Linked DNA regions of Mus musculus: region 1 is linked to region 2. A link is a contact called in public HiChIP or PLAC-seq data. All regions are on one chromosome and are shown on one strand. The core of a region is the stretch at or near the end of the contact, and the rest is flanking DNA. Distances in the headings are between cores, read along the strand shown. Region 1 has its middle 16 kb from the start of Aqp8. Region 2 overlaps Slc5a11 (solute carrier family 5 (sodium/glucose cotransporter), member 11).

Region 1 (2,700 bases), core at 77-2,576, 200 kb after region 2:
TAAATGGTCTTCTAAGGGAAGGGGATTGCAAAATGGCCTTTGAAAAGTGTCATCAGTTAGACAATTGAAAGGTATCAGGTACTGGCTTTGGAGGCCAACTTGGTCATTTCCAGCTCTACTATTCACAGGTACATGGTCTGGCCACATAGTCCACCCTTTACCTCTTTGAACCTTGACTCTGTCCTGTATCAAATAAAAATAATACTTAGATAACCTGCCTCCTGCAGAGAACTGGGTACATTAAACAAGGTCATAATCCATTGTGTCTGAGGTTACCCGTTGGCATCCAGGTACCCACCCCCGCCCAGACATACACACTTGTGTAATCATTGTGAATCTATGTGTGTGATCATGCATGTGCATGAGTGTGTGTAGAGACCAGATGTCAATATTGAGTGTGTCTTCCCTAGTCTCTCTTCATTTTATTCTTTTTAACGATTTACTTTCATTTGATGTGTCTGAGGGTTTTGACTGAGTATATGCATGTGCCATGTACATGCTGGTACCCACAGCGGGTTTGGGACCCCGTGGAACTGGAATTACATATGGTTGTGAGCTGCCATATGCTTGCTGGGAAGCAAATCTCTGCAAGAACAACAACCACTTTTGGCCACTGAGTCGTTGTCTTTCCAGCATCTCCACCTTCTTTACAAAAGCAGGGTCACTCAAGGAAATTGGAACTTGTTGATTTAACCGAGCTGGCTGGTGAGAGCCAGGGTTCCTCCTATCTCTACCTCCCTAGCACTGGGATTAGAGGCTCTGCCTAGCTTTCTTTTGGTGTTGTTTTTGCTTTTGTGTTTTAAATAGGGGCACTGGGTATCAAGCTCTGGACCTCCTGCTTGTACTGCAAGCATCTTACTGACTGAGCCACTGCCCCCTGACTTGTCTAGTTTAGCCTTCAACCCCATTCCACAGTGGCTCTTTACTTCCTTTCAGAGTCTGGCTCTCAACAAGCTGGCTCCAGACTGACTACACAGTTACTCAGTCAAACCCTTGACCCTTTTCCCCATCACTCCTTATTGCTGCCTGGAGTTCCACTCTCCTTGAAAACCAGTATCACTTCCATTCTTGCTGGTAAAACCTTGGCCCACCTACAGCGACTGCCTCTGCAGTCAGAGGCCACCACACCACTGTGTGCACTACTTGGGCTTCTGGCTGGGACCCTGCCACTCGTCCTTCCTTTCTCAGTCTCAGTTACTAAGGCCCTAGACAGACTTGTGGATCATCACCGCTTCTTAATTCTCACAGGGGACATCTGCATCTCTGAAAGGATCCTGGAGAATGATTCACATTGCCAAGATTCCTGAAAGGGTGACAAAGAAGGATGTCCGGCCTGTCTGTTGACCCGGGGCAGGTCACTGGTGGTGTCACTAAGTCCAAGGCAGTTTCTCTGAGTGTGGCTTTTGCTCTCGCCTTCTGCCTCACAAAACAGCCATTTATGTTGACTGTGCTGGCTATAAACTCCTGAGATAGTTACTCATCTCTTTCCTGGATAGATAGGTGTGCTGAAGGATGACTAACTGTAGCCCTGCCCTTTACCCATGAGCAATGTCGGTGGTCCAGGAGACCAGGTGCATGCCTCCTCACTCTGATGTGTCTGACCCAAGGGCGCCTAGAAATTCCGAAGTCTGAAAAGCCAGTGGTAGCTTTGGAAGAAGAATGGAAGCAGCAAGCACAGGTCTTCCTGTTTTTCTTTTTGCCAAAATAAACCCCCAGCTTGAAGTGACTTAAGGAGGGGACCCAAGCAGAACAGATAGATGGTTAGACCCAAGGTGCATATGGGCGCCCAAGTCTTGCTCTACCAAGTCTGTCTTCCCCTGAGTAGCCCTGTCCTTCTTCTGCTTTTCTGTCACAGAGACGATGATATCTTCCAGAAGCTTCTGGTCTACACCGTCTCTCTCAGCAGGCCACAGAGAGCGGACACTTTCCATTGACCAGAAATCCCTGAGCCAGTGAGTGTGACCTGAGAACTGGGATGTCTGCGGAGCAAGGTCCTATGCCTCAAAGGGTTGGGGAAGACGTCATTTCAGGGAGCTGAGCATTGGTGGCAATGGGTGGGAGTGCTACCTGATCCATGTGACCTGAGGGTGGAGGAAGGGTGGTTCCCCCAAGCAGAGTCAAGAGGCTATTATGAAAGGAGGGATGAGTTAGGTCTTAAACAATACCCATCACAGAGGTGGGGCAGGAGAGAGAATGTAGGAGAAAAGGCAAGACTGCTAAGGATCACAGCCATTTATACGGGGAAGAAAGAGACCAAACACAATTATGAACAGGCATGGTGGGGCCCAACTGTAACCCCCAAGGAAGCTTAGGCAGGGGACTGACACCCAAGGGCAGTATTCAGCATATATGGTACAGTGGATTACAGTGGTCATAAAGAGAATGGAATTATGAGGCCTGAGGCACGGATGAGCCCTGGGAACAAATACGATTCCATCTTGATGTGGTACTTAGAGCAGTCGGGTTTGTACAGACACAAAGAACTGTGTCTTCCGGGGGCTTGCAGGGGAGAATGGGAAATTGTTTGATGGTCTATTAAATGTGTTGCATAATTCAGGTTTTAAAACATGGGATGGTTTGGGGAGGTGGATAACGGCAATGGTTGTACAAGAGGAAATGTCCTTAAAGCTGTCAAACATAGCATTAAAGATGGTTAAAATGTCCACTGGCTGTGGTGGCCTACACCTGTAACCATAGCCC
Region 2 (2,700 bases), core at 40-2,539:
AGGCTGCCAGGCTAGGATCCTCCTGTCTTTGCATCCTCAGCAATTATTTTATTTATTTATTTATTTATTTATTTATTTATTTTTATTTTTTTCTTATTTTAATTTATGTAATGTATGAGTGTTCTACTGCATATGCATCTGCAGTCCAGAAGAGGGCATCAGATCGCTCTATAGATAGTGTGAACCGCCATGTGGTTGCTGGGATTTGAACTCAGGACCTCTGGAAGAACAGCCAATGCTCTTAACCACCGAGCCATCTCTCCAGCCCCAGCACTGGATTTCTAAGCGTGCTACCACACCCAGGTTTTCCCATGGGTTCTGGGGATCAAACTATAACCCTCTTTGAGCACAGCAGCATAGACTGGGCACCTCCCCAGCCCTTAGATATCACTGCAGGCTACAGACTGAGCACCTCCTCAGCGCTTAGATGGTACTGCAGATTTACCATGTTCGAGGACAGCACTAAATACTCCCCATCCTTAGAGACTAGCTTTGCTCATGAACATGGAAACTGAGCCATAGCCTTCTGGTGCCTACCAAGCAACCACACGCTTGTCTGTCATTTCCTCTGTGTATCTGTCTAGTGAAGACCATGCATTAAGCCTCAGGTGGGGGTATAATCAGGTGCCATTGATTTCACAGTAGTGAGGGTTTCCCATGGACATGGATGCAGGGCAGACTCGGTCTCATCTGGAGAGAGTTTCTGAGGTTCCCTCTAAAGCCTCCACCATCAAGACAGACAGAGAGTATAACCTAATGCAGAGCTACTGTCAGCCAAGGCCCTGGGAGCTGGAGTGGTAATCTCTAAGGGTGGTTGTCTTTTGTTCGAGTTATCTTGTTTTAGTTAACTTTTGGGACAGTCTCGGTATGTGGCCTAAGCTGACCTAGAATTTGTGATCTCCATGTCAGAATTATGGGTGTGTGCCACCACATCTGGCTGCTGTGTTTACTTCTGTCCATTCAGTCAACGCCAACAAGAGGGATGGTACCTATTTGGTCCCCTGGCCCTTTAGCACTGAATCTACATGTGGAGTATTGTGGTCTAGATCCTCTGACTCACTGGGCTATTTCCTGAATGGCCTGGGCTATAGAATAAGGGATACCTTGGAGATACGAAGGCTTATTGTGTAGTGTGTTAATGATGCACACTCTCCTTTGTTCCCTCCTTCCTGCTCCTCCTCTTCTGTCTTTTAATAATTAGAAACTTCTTGTAGGTAGAAGCTGCAGTTCTCCTAGATTGACCCCAGGGTCAACTGATAGTCAATGCCAGCAGCCAATGGCGCTCAGGAACCAAGGCCAGATGCAGCTGTCTATCATTCACAGATTAGATAGTGGTTGCCTTTTCTGGCACTTTTATCTGAATGGACTGGAGCACCCATTGTGCTCTCTGATTAGGTCTCAGCTCCCACAGTGTACAAGGCTTGCTTGCTTCAACCTCTCTGTGCAGTATTCCTGACAGTGTCAGAGCTCAGCATAAAATACTTCTGGAAACTTCCTGCTGAACATCCTTGCAGCAAATAAGAGGACCCAGGCAGGACATCCATGAGAGTCAGCATCCCAACCTGCCTTTTGAGAAGAGATGGATAACAAAGCTTTATTAATCCTACTAACATATCTATTGCTATATTTATTTTTGGCAATATTTTAACATGAAAAATTCAAATATGTGTCAACATTTAACTCATCTTACTAGAAGCACTCCTACTGTCTAGGACATTCCATCAGATTCTACTATGAATTTACCAGTTTAACTTTTTTGAGACAGGTTTCACCAGGTAGTCCAGGCTGGCTTCAAACTCATAATCCTCCTGCCTCAGTCTCTCAGATGCTGGGATCACTACCAAGACTTGTTCTTGAAGCATGTCTGGTTACTTAGCCCACATTAGTCATTTGTCTGCACTGTGACATGGTCCTTGAGATTAAACACGGGGAGGGGCTTCTTTTCACATTTCCAGAGAGTTCTGCCAGTTGGCTCCCTTGCTTTAGACCCATGGCAAGGCAGAAACATCGTGGAGGAAAAAGCATGGTGGAAAAGGCCACTCACTTCATGGCATCCAGGAAGCAGAGTCAGGAAAGGGCTGATGACAGTCAAGGCAGGTCTGCCGTGACTCCAGCCAGGGCAGCATCCTAGCTCCCTCCATCTTCTGATAATGTCAGCAAGTTATGAATCCATCAATAGATTAATCCATTACTAGGTCAGAGGCCCAGGATCCAATGACTTCTCTGACTAGAGCCATCAACTGGGGACCAAGCCCTCCCCATGTGAGTTTTTGGAACATGCCTTGAGTCCAAACCACAGCACAGCCTCTCCAAATGTAGACATGCACCCTGTGATTGTCATCATCACCTATCCTTCCTCACCTGACACCTGTGACCTTGTAGAGGAATGTCTGCCAGTCCCAGGTCCCAGAGTGACTAAGAGGGACATCCCATAGCCTTTAAAAACTACAGGCCAAATCATGATTCCCAGAGTCATGGACAACCCCAGTCCCTGGGCATCCCACGTGCTCATGACTGCTTCGGCCTCAGCCTCCCATCCCAGATGTCTGGGAGTGCTCAGAACTCAGGGCCTCTTGGAGGAAGATGTTCTCTGCTCACCGTTTCTCAAGTCTGCACATTTTGTTCCCAGAATTCTTTGCTTCTCATTAGAGGATGGGCAGACAGGGATTCCTGTAATAATTTCAGTGTTGGTTGTGGGAC

What was found. HiChIP or PLAC-seq counts read pairs in DNA pulled down with a chosen protein or histone mark.
Region 1: an H3K27ac HiChIP or PLAC-seq map of trophoblast stem cells shows a contact between it and region 2, with 3 times the contacts expected there. The contact joins two enhancer-like sites. A contact is called at or near these places in 4 of 115 datasets of contacts at active chromatin or transcription factors (embryonic stem cells, extraembryonic endoderm stem cells and trophoblast stem cells) and 2 of 9 other capture datasets (adipose tissue and liver).

Annotation. Positions count from the first base shown.
Region 1 is chr7:123,444,560-123,447,259 of GRCm38.p6, forward strand. No RefSeq gene overlaps it. Among named protein-coding and RNA genes, the nearest start is that of Aqp8, 16 kb to the right of the region's middle. Within about 2 kb of position 1,327, at least 10 of the 459 cell types and tissues checked have an H3K27ac peak or open chromatin away from gene starts, as enhancers often do. A contact at or near this core is called in trophoblast stem cells, where this site is marked.
Region 2 is chr7:123,243,687-123,246,386 of GRCm38.p6, forward strand. The region is part of intron 6 of Slc5a11 (solute carrier family 5 (sodium/glucose cotransporter), member 11); the gene reads left to right. Among named protein-coding and RNA genes, the nearest start is that of Slc5a11, 30 kb to the left of the region's middle. Within about 2 kb of position 1,290, at least 7 of the 459 cell types and tissues checked have an H3K27ac peak or open chromatin away from gene starts, as enhancers often do. A contact at or near this core is called in trophoblast stem cells, where this site is marked.